3 separate regions of the Mus musculus genome follow, and regions 1 and 3 are each linked to region 2. Evidence: chromatin contacts called from public HiChIP or PLAC-seq data. All regions are on one chromosome and are shown on one strand. Each heading gives the region's core, a stretch centred on a gene start, on an enhancer-like site or on the middle of the called end of the contact. The rest is flanking DNA. Distances are from core to core; before and after follow the strand shown.

What was found. HiChIP or PLAC-seq counts read pairs in DNA pulled down with a chosen protein or histone mark.
Region 1: a contact with region 2 is called in an H3K4me3 HiChIP or PLAC-seq map of forebrain, with 6 times the contacts expected there. The contact joins the promoter of Ttc34 here to the enhancer-like site in region 2. A contact is called at or near these places in 1 of 39 promoter capture datasets (neural stem cells), 5 of 15 datasets of contacts at CTCF or cohesin (embryonic stem cells, hippocampal excitatory neurons, large pre-B cells and 2 more), 58 of 484 Hi-C or Micro-C datasets (B cells, the HL-1 cell line, LSK cells and 30 more), 15 of 115 datasets of contacts at active chromatin or transcription factors (PVALB interneurons, astrocytes, bone marrow-derived dendritic cells and 9 more) and 1 of 9 other capture datasets (embryonic stem cells).
Region 3: an H3K4me3 HiChIP or PLAC-seq map of embryonic limb bud shows a contact between it and region 2, with 6 times the contacts expected there. The contact joins two enhancer-like sites. A contact is called at or near these places in 1 of 39 promoter capture datasets (neural stem cells), 1 of 484 Hi-C or Micro-C datasets (nephron progenitors), 3 of 115 datasets of contacts at active chromatin or transcription factors (embryonic basal ganglia, embryonic limb bud and embryonic stem cells) and 1 of 9 other capture datasets (embryonic trunk).

Annotation. Positions count from the first base shown.
Region 1 is chr4:154,836,146-154,840,181 of GRCm38.p6, forward strand. It overlaps Ttc34 (tetratricopeptide repeat domain 34), which reads left to right and starts at 1,271. Exons shown (of 9, transcript NM_172878.4): 1 at 1,271-1,467; 2 at 2,646-3,465. The coding sequence starts at 2,691.
Region 2 is chr4:154,334,403-154,338,518 of GRCm38.p6, forward strand. Prdm16 (PR domain containing 16) reads right to left here. Exons shown (of 17, transcript NM_027504.3): 10 at 3,241-3,325; 11 at 691-860; 12 at 1-50. Among named protein-coding and RNA genes, the nearest start is that of Arhgef16, 37 kb to the left of the region's middle. Within about 2 kb of position 1,604, at least 66 of the 459 cell types and tissues checked have an H3K27ac peak or open chromatin away from gene starts, as enhancers often do. A contact at or near this core is called in brain, cerebral cortex, embryonic limb bud and 3 more, where this site is marked.
Region 3 is chr4:154,708,699-154,712,823 of GRCm38.p6, forward strand. No RefSeq gene overlaps it. Among named protein-coding and RNA genes, the nearest start is that of Actrt2, 43 kb to the left of the region's middle. RefSeq lists an enhancer at 1-2,464. Within about 2 kb of position 1,278, at least 8 of the 459 cell types and tissues checked have an H3K27ac peak or open chromatin away from gene starts, as enhancers often do. A contact at or near this core is called in embryonic limb bud, where this site is marked.

The DNA.
Region 1 (4,036 bases), core at 21-2,520, 500 kb after region 2:
GGACTCCCTACTCAACTCCAGCAGTCTGGATTTGTTTACCACAGTATCAGAGGTGTAAACACAATATAGAAGACACAGCGTGGACAGGTGGGTTCCAGCACCCAGGCATGCTGCTCTCAAATGGGAGTTACAGTCACAGCCCAATCCTAACCAGGAGATGGGCCATCTGGCCAGTGCCTGCATCCCCTCAGGCTCCATACACCCAGGCAGGGCACAGGGGACATATCAGGGCTAATGTAATTGCCATAGTCAGTGCCCCTCTGTGCCCCAGGCCCTTCCAACAGCCCCACAGGACAGCCCACTCCATTACAGAGCTCGCCTAATTAGGGTAATTAAAATGAAAGTAATCAAAGTAACATAATAGGAAATTTCTTAATAAGCCCTCACCACTGCCGACTGCAAGTTTTGTGCCTTTGTGAATGTCAAGGAGCTGAAGCGAAGGTGGGCTGTACAGGAAATCGAGCCTTGCTGGCTGCACCCACCTTGCTCCCTCAGACCCAGGCTCTCTATATCACAGCTCCATAGAGGGGTGTGTGCAGACTGTATCCCTGGAAGCTATCCCACCCACCCCCAGCAGCCTTGTATCCAGTCCCCAGGGCCCCCAGAGGAGCCAGTGCTCACCCATACCTGTACACTTTGGTGAGGCGAGTTGGGAGGGGCCGCCCAAAGCAGACCCCTCTGCAGTCATATGAAGCTGATTACCCAGCATGCCCTGTAGGGCAGCTGACAAAGCATGGACTGATTCTCAGGCCACAGCCTCTACTTCCTCCTTCTAAAACTGAACCGTATGCCCCCTCCTCAGTCTAGACCTAGCCATCCTCATCAAAGGGCTGGTAGAGCCAGGGCAACCCAGGAAACAGGCTGTGAGCACAGAACTAGATCCTAGCCTACTTGCCCAGTGGGGCCAAGGACTTGGGGCAAATTAGAAGACCATAGGACCCGCAGCGTGGACAGGGGCTGCAGGAAGGGGAGCGAGACCAGGCGTGGTATGGGGTGAAGAATCATCACCCTGTCCAAGGTTGAGTTCTGGGACTCAGAGACAAAGACTGAAACTGTGGGGCAGGGGCTAGCACAAAGCATGGGACAGTTCACCCAAAACCCAGGCACTGTACACTCCTGAGCCTCCCTCCTCCGAGACTTAGATTCTCTCCTCCAAGGCTGCCCCATGAAGCCCAGCGAAACCTTGCCTCCTTCCCTTGCCCTCCCCACTGCCTGAGCAGGTCTGGCCACTAGAGGGCATAGCTGAGCAGCCAGGCAGCTTTGGGATGTTGACACTCTCCCTGGAAACTGGCCTTGCCTGTTCTGTGTCTACTGTGTTGGGCCTGTGTCTCTAAAGGCCCAGAGCCCCTGGGGATGACCAGCAGCTTCACCCACCACCCCCAACCTGGGGCCTAATAAGGAATTTGAGTCATCAGAACCTTCCCATGTCCAGAGCCTTCCCATGTCCAGACCTGGCTGGTTCGGCTTGTGAGTGTGAGCAGGGTATTGCATGTGTATATGTGTCTGTCACGGAGGACTTGTTGGGGCCAAGAGTAGTTAACCTGGGGTCAGATGGCAGGGTTAGAAGACAGACTTGTTCTAGAGTCTTTCTCTGAGCTGATTATGGGTTGTTTGTGCTCCCCACCATGGGTTGTCTGGTAGTGCTCTCCAGTGTGGGTGGTCTGGTAGTGCTCCCCACCATAGGTTATCTGGTAGTGCTCCCCACCATGGGTTGTCTGGTTGTGCTCCCCAACATGGGTTGTCTGGCAGTGCTCTCCAGTGTGGGTTGTCTGGTAGTGCTCCCCACCATGGGTTGTCTGGTTGTGCTCCCCACCATGGGTTGTCTGGTAGTGCTCCCCACCATGGGTTGTCTGGTAGTGCTCCCCACCATGGGTTGTCTGGTAGTGCTCTCCAGTGTGGGTTGTCTGGTAGTGCTCTCCAGTGTGGGTTGTCTGGTAGTGCTCCCCACCATGGGTTGTCTGGTAGTGCTCCCCACCATGGGTTGTCTGGTAGTGCTCTCCACCATGGGTTGTCTGGTAGTGCTCCCCATCATGGGTTGTCTGGTAGTGCTCTCCAGTGTGGGTGGTCTGGTTGTGCTCCCCACCATGGGTTGTCTGGTAGTGCTCCCCACCATGGGTTGTCTGGTAGTGCTCCCCACCATAGGTTGTCTGGTAGTGCTCTCCACCCTGCTCCAGACCTGGCAGGCACTTCTTGACCTTAACCCTCAGCCTGCATCACCCAGGCATGAGCAGGTGGGGGTGTAGTGCTGGGTTGGAGTTCTGAGACACTTTTTTCCTGGAGGTAGATGGAGCCAGGTGTTCTAGAGCCTGCCCTGACCCCTGATCTCTTAAGCATTCAGTTCTCCCCCCACCCCCCAACTTGAACACCAAAACCCTCTTAGGCTGACCTGAGTAGGCGGGGTCCCATCCCACTCGACAGGGAAGGAAACCAAGGCTCAAGAGAAAAGTAACTTGAAACCCAACAGGTTCTAGCAGAGCCCACGCCCAGCTATGGAGACTGCCTGCTGAGAGAGTGCCACTAATATCTCTTCAGTGGCCAGGTCTCAGGTTCCACACAGCAGGGTCTGCACAGATTCTGAGGACTCCGGGGCCATGCTCAAGCTGAACGTGACAACTCAGACACTAACTTCAATTCCCTTCCTGCAGGTACCCAGGAAGACCGAACATGAGCCAGTGGGGACTGAGACCGTGATGTCAGCTCAGGAGCTCGTGGCCTGCCTCTGCCAGGAGGGGGACAAGCACCTGGCCCTGGAGGAGCTTCCCTTAGCCACAGCCTTCTATCTGGCCGCCTTCAGCTGCCATGCGCCTTCAGCCGTGCGGCATGTACGGGCTCTCCTGGCTGAGTCGCCAGGGGCACCTGTGGTGGCCACCCTGGAGTCCTGGTGTTGTGGGGACAGCCAAATCCCTGCTATCCACTGGGATGGCATGACGGTGGTCTCCCTGACTGGGCCACTGGCCTCTGCCTTCCTCGGTGCCATTTGCCCGGATCACCCTGCCACTGTCCTGTACCTTTTGGCTGGCCTGCTGGCCCAAGGACGTCATGTGGAAGTGGTGCAGCGCTGTAACACTCTGCTGGATGCACACTCCAAGCAGGCCCTGGAGCTTCAGCTGACACGTGCCCTGGCCTGGGTTCTGTCTGTGGACCAGGCCAGAGAGGGCATAGCTGCCTATCTTCAGAACTTTGCCTCCAGCGCAGCCCGGACAGTGGCCTTCATTCGTAGCCACCAGCAGCCCTACCTCCCCAGGTTGCTTGGCAGCCTCCAGAACTACCTCTCAGGACACCCGAAAACCAGTGCCAGCCAGCAAGAGACCAACTGCCGGGGACTACTGGAGGCCCTGGATCCCAGAGGCAGCTGGATGGGTGCCATGTCACCGGAAGCTCTGCTTCGCAGAGGCCGGTTTGAGGATTGCAGGGCGGCATGTAGCCGGGACCTTCAGCCTGACTCAACAGGGAGTAGACCCCAAGGTAGGAGAGTGACTCACAAGTCACATTCTCCAACAGCCACTCCAGCCACAGCTAAAACCTGCCTATGGTGGGACCAGAGCTAGGTCTGGGACTAGGGTTGGGGCGGGGCTGGGGCGGAGCTGGGGCGGAGCTGGGGACACCACAGTGAAAAGACAGAGCAAACAAAAGTCTTGCCCTACTAAATGCAAGGCGCAAATCTGGCTGTCAGTCAGGGAAGGCTTCCCAGGATAGGTGGTTTTTCAGAGTCCACGCATAAGAAACCATATACCAATGCCCTTGGGAAGAAAGCTTGAAATGTCCTTGCCACCAAATAGTCACGGTAGTTGAAGGGAAAGAGGTGGCCCCAGGCCAGGGCCTGGAAGTGTCTGGATCTTACTCTTAAAACCACAAGAGCGTTTTCAAACTGATGTGAGCGTGTTTCTTCCGCTGTCATGTATGGACTGTGAATCGGGAGCCAGAAGGGGGCTAGACCTGCTGGGACCTAGAAGGCCTGGGGGGAGACTGAGGGAGTGGGAAAGCAGAGACTGGAGGAACAGGACAGGAGCTGGAAAGGTTGGGAGGCTAAGAAACA
Region 2 (4,116 bases), core at 354-2,853:
TCAGATGTCTTGTGAGATTTGCAGATCTGGGGAAGATCTTGCCACAGTACCTGAGGCAGAGGGAAGAGAGGAGGAGAGGTTTTAGGGTAGTCCACACGGCCCCTTTCCAGATTTCTGTTCATCCAGAGCTCAACTCTGAGGCTTCCTACTGGGGTCTCGCCAGCATCCTTACCATCTCTACTCTGCCTTGAGCCCAGACATCTCACAAAGCACAGAGTGGAGGGACCAGCGTCATGCCCTCAGTCCTGGGAGCCACAGTGGCTGGGATCAGCTAGGGAGCCCGGGAGCATGAACTCCCAAAACCGCGAGCAATGGCTTCAGCACCAGGCTCACCATCCTTCCTAATACTGTGCCCAGGCTGCGCAGCTGCTCTCTGGCCTCTGAACTTAACTAAGCTGCACGCGGGGCCCAGATAACACAGCCGAGAGGACAGTTCTAGAAGCCTACCCAGATCACGCATGCGCAAACACGGCCTCGGGCGGATGGGGCGCCTGTCCGCTCAACCTCTGCTTCACTGGAACTGCAACTCTGGGCTTTTCCAGAAGCAAGTTCGCGCGCGCGCGCGTGCGTGCGTGCGTGCGTGCGTGCGTGCGTGCGTGCGTGCGTGTGTGTGTGTGTGTGTGTGTGTGTGTGTGTGCACGCGCGCGCGGCCCCTTCCCACCAGCCCCCAAGGGACCCTCGGTGTTTCACCTGCACGTGTATCTCTCCTTCCCCTTCCTGAGGATGGGATCCGAGAGCGTTGGGGGTGGGGAGCGGAAGTTGAACGGGTGGTGAGGCAGGGGCTGCAGGGAGCTGCCTGAGTCGGCCTTCATGGCTGCAAAGCTCTCCAGCTTCTCCGTCATGGTTTCTATGGCTGACATCTGCGGGCACAGGGAGGGAGAGATCGATGACTCAGCATAACTGCCGTCTGTCTTCAGAGAGCGTGCACCCGGGGGTCCCTGTGTCTAATTATTATCAATAACCTCTGGATGGCCATTGGAATTACAGCCACAGCTTACTCTGCTCTTGTCCTTCTTAGGATTGGGACTATAATCCAGGGTCATCTGGAGTGAGTGGTCTTTTCAGTATGGTAGGCAGAAATTGGTTAAAACCCCAGGCTATGCAGGCTCCATTGAGACTTAAGGCTTTGGTGACAGGGACCTTGAAGCTGTACCTCTCCCCACCTGTGCCAAGGGAACCATGAGAGGCTCTCTTCATACCTCTGCTAAATGTCTATCCCGGAAGGCACGTTTTATCTGGCAGACCACAGAGATGGGGGCAGGTGAGAGAGGCAAAAGAAGACGGGGTGGGGCAGGTACCACTGAAGACAGAGGGAAAGGGTTCAGCCTCTCAGAGTGCCGTGAGTGTTGGGAGAAACTGAGCCTAGATGAAGACCCCACTGCACACACCAGGGGGACATGGACGAATGAGCAGACAAGGTATCACCTCCCGATCCAGGCTCCCGTCCATGGCCAGCTGCCTCCCGGGAGTGTTTATTGCTTAGTGCTAGCGCCAAACACAAGGCACTTGTTCACTGATGTCAGAATCCAGGACCCAGCTGCCCATGGTTGAACAAAGGCTGCATGTCACATGACTGTAATCCTTCTGCACGACTCCAGCCACGAAGCCCTTCGGCACCTTGTTGGGATGCCCAACGCATCGTTGTGGGCTGTTTGCTGGGCACTGACAACAGGGAAGGGAGGGCTTTGTACTGCCGCTACTTGGAAGCCTCATAACACAGTGGCGGAGACATTTGGTATCTGGGGAAACAGCAGTACAGCTGTAACAGAAGCCCACAGAAAGCGGCGAATGGATGGACACTTTGCCCAGCCACCCTGGTGAGACCTCCCCATGGCCACTGGACGGCTCTGTGCAGGCAACAGAGATGCAGGCTTTGCCTTGTTAATAGAGGACTGACACATGACCCTCATCAGAACATACCACATACACTTTCTGCGTCCATGCTCACTGGAGATGGAACTGCCTGGCTCTCTAGGCTGCTACCTGGCCTCTCTAGTGCCTTTTTCAACACCTGAAAGGTAGGTTCTCAGGGTGACACTGAGGCTCTTGGCCATAAGTCTTAATGATAGCTTATGGATATAGCACGGATGCCTGTTTTGTGGAAACCTTCTTTGCATGGTTGCCAGGCTCTTCTATCTGAGTGACACAGGCAGCCAAGCTAGCCTCAGACCATTTAATTGGTGACCACAAGTCACCACCTTTCTGCCTCTTCGTCCTGGCCTGGGACACAAGGGCAGGCAGAGGAGGTTGGCCCATGGGAGCAGTGGGCAGGAGGGACAATGGGCAGCTGGCCCCCCACAGGCCTCTCTTCCTCAGGCCGGGTGGGGTGGGTCCTGCCTGCCTGGCCTGCTCTGCCCCATCAGACATTCCCGTGAGCTCCTAGTACAAACACAAACACCGGATACGCCTGGCTGCCTGGTCGGCTTTTTCCAGCCGGCCCTGGGAAAATTGGGGGAAGCTATTAACCAAACTCCGCGGCCCCATGGAACAATGGGAGGCTCTAAGTTTAGCTGTGAACTCAGCCAGGGTACAGGTTTCAGGCTGGGGCTTACCCAAGGCGGGAAGCTCAGAGAAGAACAATGCCCCATGCAGGTTTTTTGGCCTGAAGATTCCCTGTTGGTGAGGGAGGCTTAAGGGCGGTGACCTGCAGCTCACAGGAGGGGGGCCAGACCTCATGCAGTGAGGACTGGGGTCTGGGATACTTGAAGGACTTTGCCTTGGGCTGTGGGTTCCCCAGGAGGCATGTGGCCTGGGGGCACAGGCAGGGACATTAGCAGGATAGAGGGCACTATACCTGACTTGTAGACTGCTAGCCTTCCCTTCCAGTCCCTAGGACGGTTCCTTCCTGCTCAGTCTCCCCCCTGCCCCTTCTCACGAAGACCTGCTCTGGTCCTTTCACTGAAGAATGCTAAGGTATGGCCTACTGCAGGAATACTAGCCCCAACATCTGTTTCCTTGTGTCCAAAACTCTGCTCCTCTTGGCACCTGTATCAGTAATGCATCCCTTCTTAGGGCCTGGGGTCCTTGCAACTGTGGGGCTCCTTTGGGCAAGAGGCCTTTAGACAGACCCAAGTGCTTCCTTATGAGAGCAACCCTTCCCTATGTGTTCCGGGTCCACAATGACCTGTGGGATCTCAGAAAGTCCCCTCTGCCTCTTGGGAACCAGAAACCTAAGTCCCAGAGCCTGTTCACACAGCGTCTCTAAGTACTCCCATCTCAGAGGCCCATAGTGGTTGTTACCTGGGGGTGGAACAGAAGTGGGGACGGCCGCAGGTACTTCTCTTTCAGGACTCCCACAGGGTCTGCCACCTTCCGCTTTTCTACCCTGCTGGACGGCAACACAGAGGGTTACATACCCCACCGAGCCACTTGCTCCTCAGTACCACACCTGTGCTGGATTGACAGTCAGACCAATTATATATGGAGGTGGCGATGGGGCTATCCAGCTAACTCCTACCTGAACTTCAATGGGCCTCCAGGCCAGTGGGGCAAGCCGCAGCTGCTCATTTACCCAGACTCCTCAGCTCCTCAACTGCATCTTTATCTAATCAGTGATTTTTCCACACACCCCATGTCCCCTCAAACAGTTACCACCTCCTGTGTTTGTTGGAACGTTTTTTATGCTGGAGTCTAGAATGTTCTTTGAAGGCTCTGTGTGCACCAGCCTCCTGCTTGCTGGCTTGCACACCTGTATGGTAGGTGCTTCCCTCAAGGTCTCCAGCATACCCACAAGTTACTCTGCATCACCCCAGGGCTTATTGCCTGCACCCCAAATACCCTGTCCCTGCCAGAAACTGGCAGGGTACACTTTGCCTATTTTGCTGACAGATGCGGGTGACAGATTTCTGTTCTGGGGAAGTTACCAGAGACTCCCTACAGCAGCCAGTCAGGTTGTACCTGAAAACCTTCAATGGCTGCTGGAGACTGCAATGCTAGAATCTTCCTCAAGTGTCGGCGACAACTTGCTAAACAAATCTCCGTGGTCAGTGCAGGTGGTAGCCGGGTCCTTTCTTTCGCCCCCATGGTTGGTAGAAGTCCATGAGGTGTTTTGTTCAAACCTGCTGACCCTCTTGCTCCCAAGGACGCCAGAACAAGCTGTTCCTATCCTCTTGCTGC
Region 3 (4,125 bases), core at 28-2,527, 370 kb after region 2:
GACCCCAGCTCCATTCTAAGCCGCGGTCTCCTGTGTGTGAGGCCAAAAAGATATCCAGGCTGACAAGTGTCTTTCAGCAGCAACTGCATTTTCCCACAAACCACTAAGTGGTATAAAAACAAACCCAAAATACAGGAATAAAGCTGATTCCATACATGTAAAACAGCCACCAGATTCACCCACTCCACTCCAGGAGGCCCTGAGAGCACCCAGATTTCCTGGGAGTCTGGAAATGGTTGGGGCCTGAGTGCCCCTCCTCTAGCTCTATGGCTGGAGCCCCCCCACTGGCACAGAGAGTCCTACAGCCCTTGGGGCAGCTGTGGGCTCCGGGTTTCCTAGCAGGAAGAAGACGAATCTTGTCACATACCCTCTGAAACTACCCACCTGGTATCTGGGTATGTGGCTGGTTTTGCAGCCATGTGAATCTGAGTTTTGCCAAGTGGTGAGTATCAGCCTCCTGGGCTAGTTAGAGGCCAGCACATCTTGGTCTGAGGGCTAGCTCTTGTAAGATACCTCTGGACAAATTAGGGTACAGAGCTTATGGAACCCTGAAGGAGGAACATCTACCCCAGATCTTGGAGCCCCTCATCTGTAGCCAGACAGTCCCATCCGTCTGTCTCTCCACCCTGACAACTGGCTCACACCCATATATCCTTATGAGGGGTGTTATGGTGGAAGACTTCCAGCTCTGCAGAATCTTCTGTATTTCTTCCCTAGACAGAGCACAGCATCTGATCTGAAGATGTGTTCAGACAGTTTGGGTTCAGTCTCTTGGCCAGCTCTCTGAGGCTCAGAGAAATCAGGGAGGTAAGACAAGACACAGGACGCGGGCTGGGTTGTATGTGACGAAGAAGGTGAGAGAGGACAGACGTCACCATCCTTAGGGCCAACGAACCTCCTCCGTAAACGGAGGATATGCAGAAACCTGGTCCTGCCATGGGTCACCTGGTTCCTTCCAGACAAAAAGCCACAGGCTGGAGCCTGTTGAATCTCAGGAGGGAGCAATAGATATGCAGGGAGGTGTCACAGCCCCAGCTGAGAAGGGCTCCCCCTGCCCCCCACCCAGCCCCAGCAAGAAGCAAGTGGGCTGGTAAATAGCAAGCCCTCTGTGTCCTGCTCTGCCGCCCATTTGGCTGCCCGGCCTGTGACTGTGGCCACAATGCCTTGCTTTCATTATGCTCCTTAAAAATGGCCTTGTGTGTCTGGAGAACAGGAAGTGGCCCGAGTCCCCCGTGTAAAAGCCATCTGAAGGCCTGGACCAGGTATGTTCTCAATCAGGAAGCAGGCAGTAAATAAACATTTACGTCCCGCGGCCGCGCACCGCCTGCCCCCGGGCTGCAGAGGAACACGGAGAGCGGAAATTTGCTTAGTCCTATAAAAGCACAGGCCGTATATCAATAAATGATTAAAAATGGAAACGGAGCCGGCTAATGGACGGTATTGATTTTAATAAGCGTTAAGTACATGGGGTTTAAAGATAAGAACCGCCTGCCCATCTCTCCACGCTCCAGGAAAGTGACTCATGTAAAGAAGAAAAAAGGGGCCTCTTTTCTAAGTTAAAACTCCCTCCCGTCCCATCGGGATGGCTTCCAAGCCGGCATTCACCTGAGAGTCACTGTGGCATAGATATGTTCATTTACTTCTCCTGTGAGGACAGCACGCTGCCCTCAGAGTCAGGGTACATGTAAGCCTGAAACATTATGGCCATGAAACCCAACTCATCTGGTTACAGGGTCTAGCCAGGCCCCTGCAGGCCACAGAGAGCACTAAGCATCCACTCACCATAGGGTGGTATGGGAATACCTGGTACCAAAGATGACCCGCCTGGTGCCATCTTATTTTGTCAGAGAACAGGTGGCCCAGACCACTTGTTAGGACATACCCATGCTCATCTGGACTTTTATTCTAATTTCACAAGTGGCATGGATCCTTGAGAGGTGCAGACGGTAGAGTTCACTTTTCTACCGGGAGGACTGTTACCTGCGCGAACCCAGATGGGAGGACGCTAAAGGTACTGCTGATCTCCTGACGCCATAGCGCTCCCTTCACCAGAAAGATGATGGCTACCAGCCCCACAGATAGTCACTACCTGTAGCTGCTAGCATCTGGGCAAGTGTGGTACCTCTCGGTTCACAGCTGTTTACAGCCAGAGGGGGAAAAGTGGGGTCCAACTGGGAAGCTATCATCTGGTTGAACACAGCCTACAGGTCACTTCGCTGCTACTGGGATATGGCCACCACTCCTCCCAAACTTCCTGCCCCATGTTTCCTATGAGGAGAAATGATTGCTCTGTCTGTTAGCTCCCCACTGCCAGGGTCCACAGTAATCCTGGCCCTGACAGGTGGCACCTCAAAGCTCCAAATCCACCTGGTTTGTCAGGTGCAAGTCCTCACGGAATGCTTTCAAGCAACGGGGGTAGAGGTTGCTTGAGGCACAGCTGATTGTTGTCTGCCTATCCACTGGGCTCTTAACCAGGCTAGGACTAAGAGTCAATGGCAGAGGTGGGAGTCCAGCCAGGCAGTTCCAGCTGGAAGGCACCCCCCCACCCCCCGAGAGCCCCATCCCTGGCTGGGAAAGACTGCACTAGGCACATTCTAGCTGTGACCAAAGGCCGCTTGGAATTTTCTGATACATTATTTTGTCTAGCCAGTATTCCAAGACGACCTCCTTGGCCTCCGAATCCCTTCTAAATCATCTGCAGGAGTGGGAAACTGCATCCCCCACCCCAAGTCTCAGTGCTGAGGCAGGCAGGGAACTCATGAGAGACATCTTATCCTCAGAGCCAGCAGGGAAAGACCTTCATCAGCGTTGCCAGAGTGAGCAGCCAGGGCTTGATGGTAGAAGCTGTGGGGTTCAGGACAGAGCACGGGTTGAAGTGGCCAGGTCAAGGTCCCTAGAGGCAGATTGTCTTAGACCATGAGGATGTAGACTGGGAAAAAGCTGAATGGTTAAAGAACTTACTGTGTAAACATGAGGACCCAAGTGTGGATTGCAAGAAACCCGTGTAAAGGCTGACTGGGCCAGGAGCAAGCTGGTCAGCGAGACTAACCATGTCGACACACTCTGAGTTTGATTGGCAAATTCTGCCTCAATAAATAAAATGGAAGGGCAATCAAAGATGATTCTAGACATCAATGTACGGCCTGCACACTCATATGCACACACACATTGACACACACACACACACTTGCACACAAATCACACGTATACATGTGCACACACTCATGGACACACACATGCACACACATTGACACACACATATCCACACTCGCACACACATCCATGTGTATACATGTGCACACCACATACAGAAAAGTTAAAATACAAGATAAAAAGGACTCGAGCATTGCTTGTTTCCAGTAAGTGGAGAGATCAGTTGTAAAGTACCTACGCTGTGCTAAGCCAGTTCTGTCCCCTGCCTCCCAGTGTGAAGAAGTTCGTCTCAGGGATGAGCTGCTGCATCCTGGGCCAGCAGCGGGCTCCGTGCAAGGTGTCTGTGGAGAGGTGAGCCTGAGCTCAGGGTTGCTTCCCAGGGGTCACAGCATCAGTTACTGGAAAGCGGGTGCTTTAGAACAACAGACCATCGTTCTCCAGAGTCTGGAGACAAGAAGCAGCACACACTGAAGAATCTGCGGGGCCAGCAGTTCCTTCCTCTCCCCTTCCAGCTTCTGGGGCTCTGGCCAGCATTTGGCATGTGCAAGTGCTTTGACTCTGAGCTCTGTCTTCTCCCTGTGTCTCCTCTGCAGCTCTAAGTCAATCCTGTAAGGATTCTCATCACTGTTTTTAATACCCACCTGAATCCAGCATGGCTCTTTTTAACTAGTTACATCTGCAGCACCCTAAGTTCCAGATAAGGGCGCACTGTGTGTGAATTTTCAGGGACACTACTTATCTGAGCATGGGGGACAGTTCCCCCACTCAGCCTCCAGAAGTTCTGCTCTGCTCCGGCTTTAGCACACAGACTCATGTGTCATGGACATGAGCCTCAGCTCCACATGGTCCTGGCCTTTCCTGTGCTTTGCCCTCCTCTGACCCAGGACTAGAAGTCACTTTAGTCCAGCCTCAGCCTCTTAGCCATCCTGTGTGACTTCACCCTTCAGCAGGTGTGGGTCTAACCTCCACCTT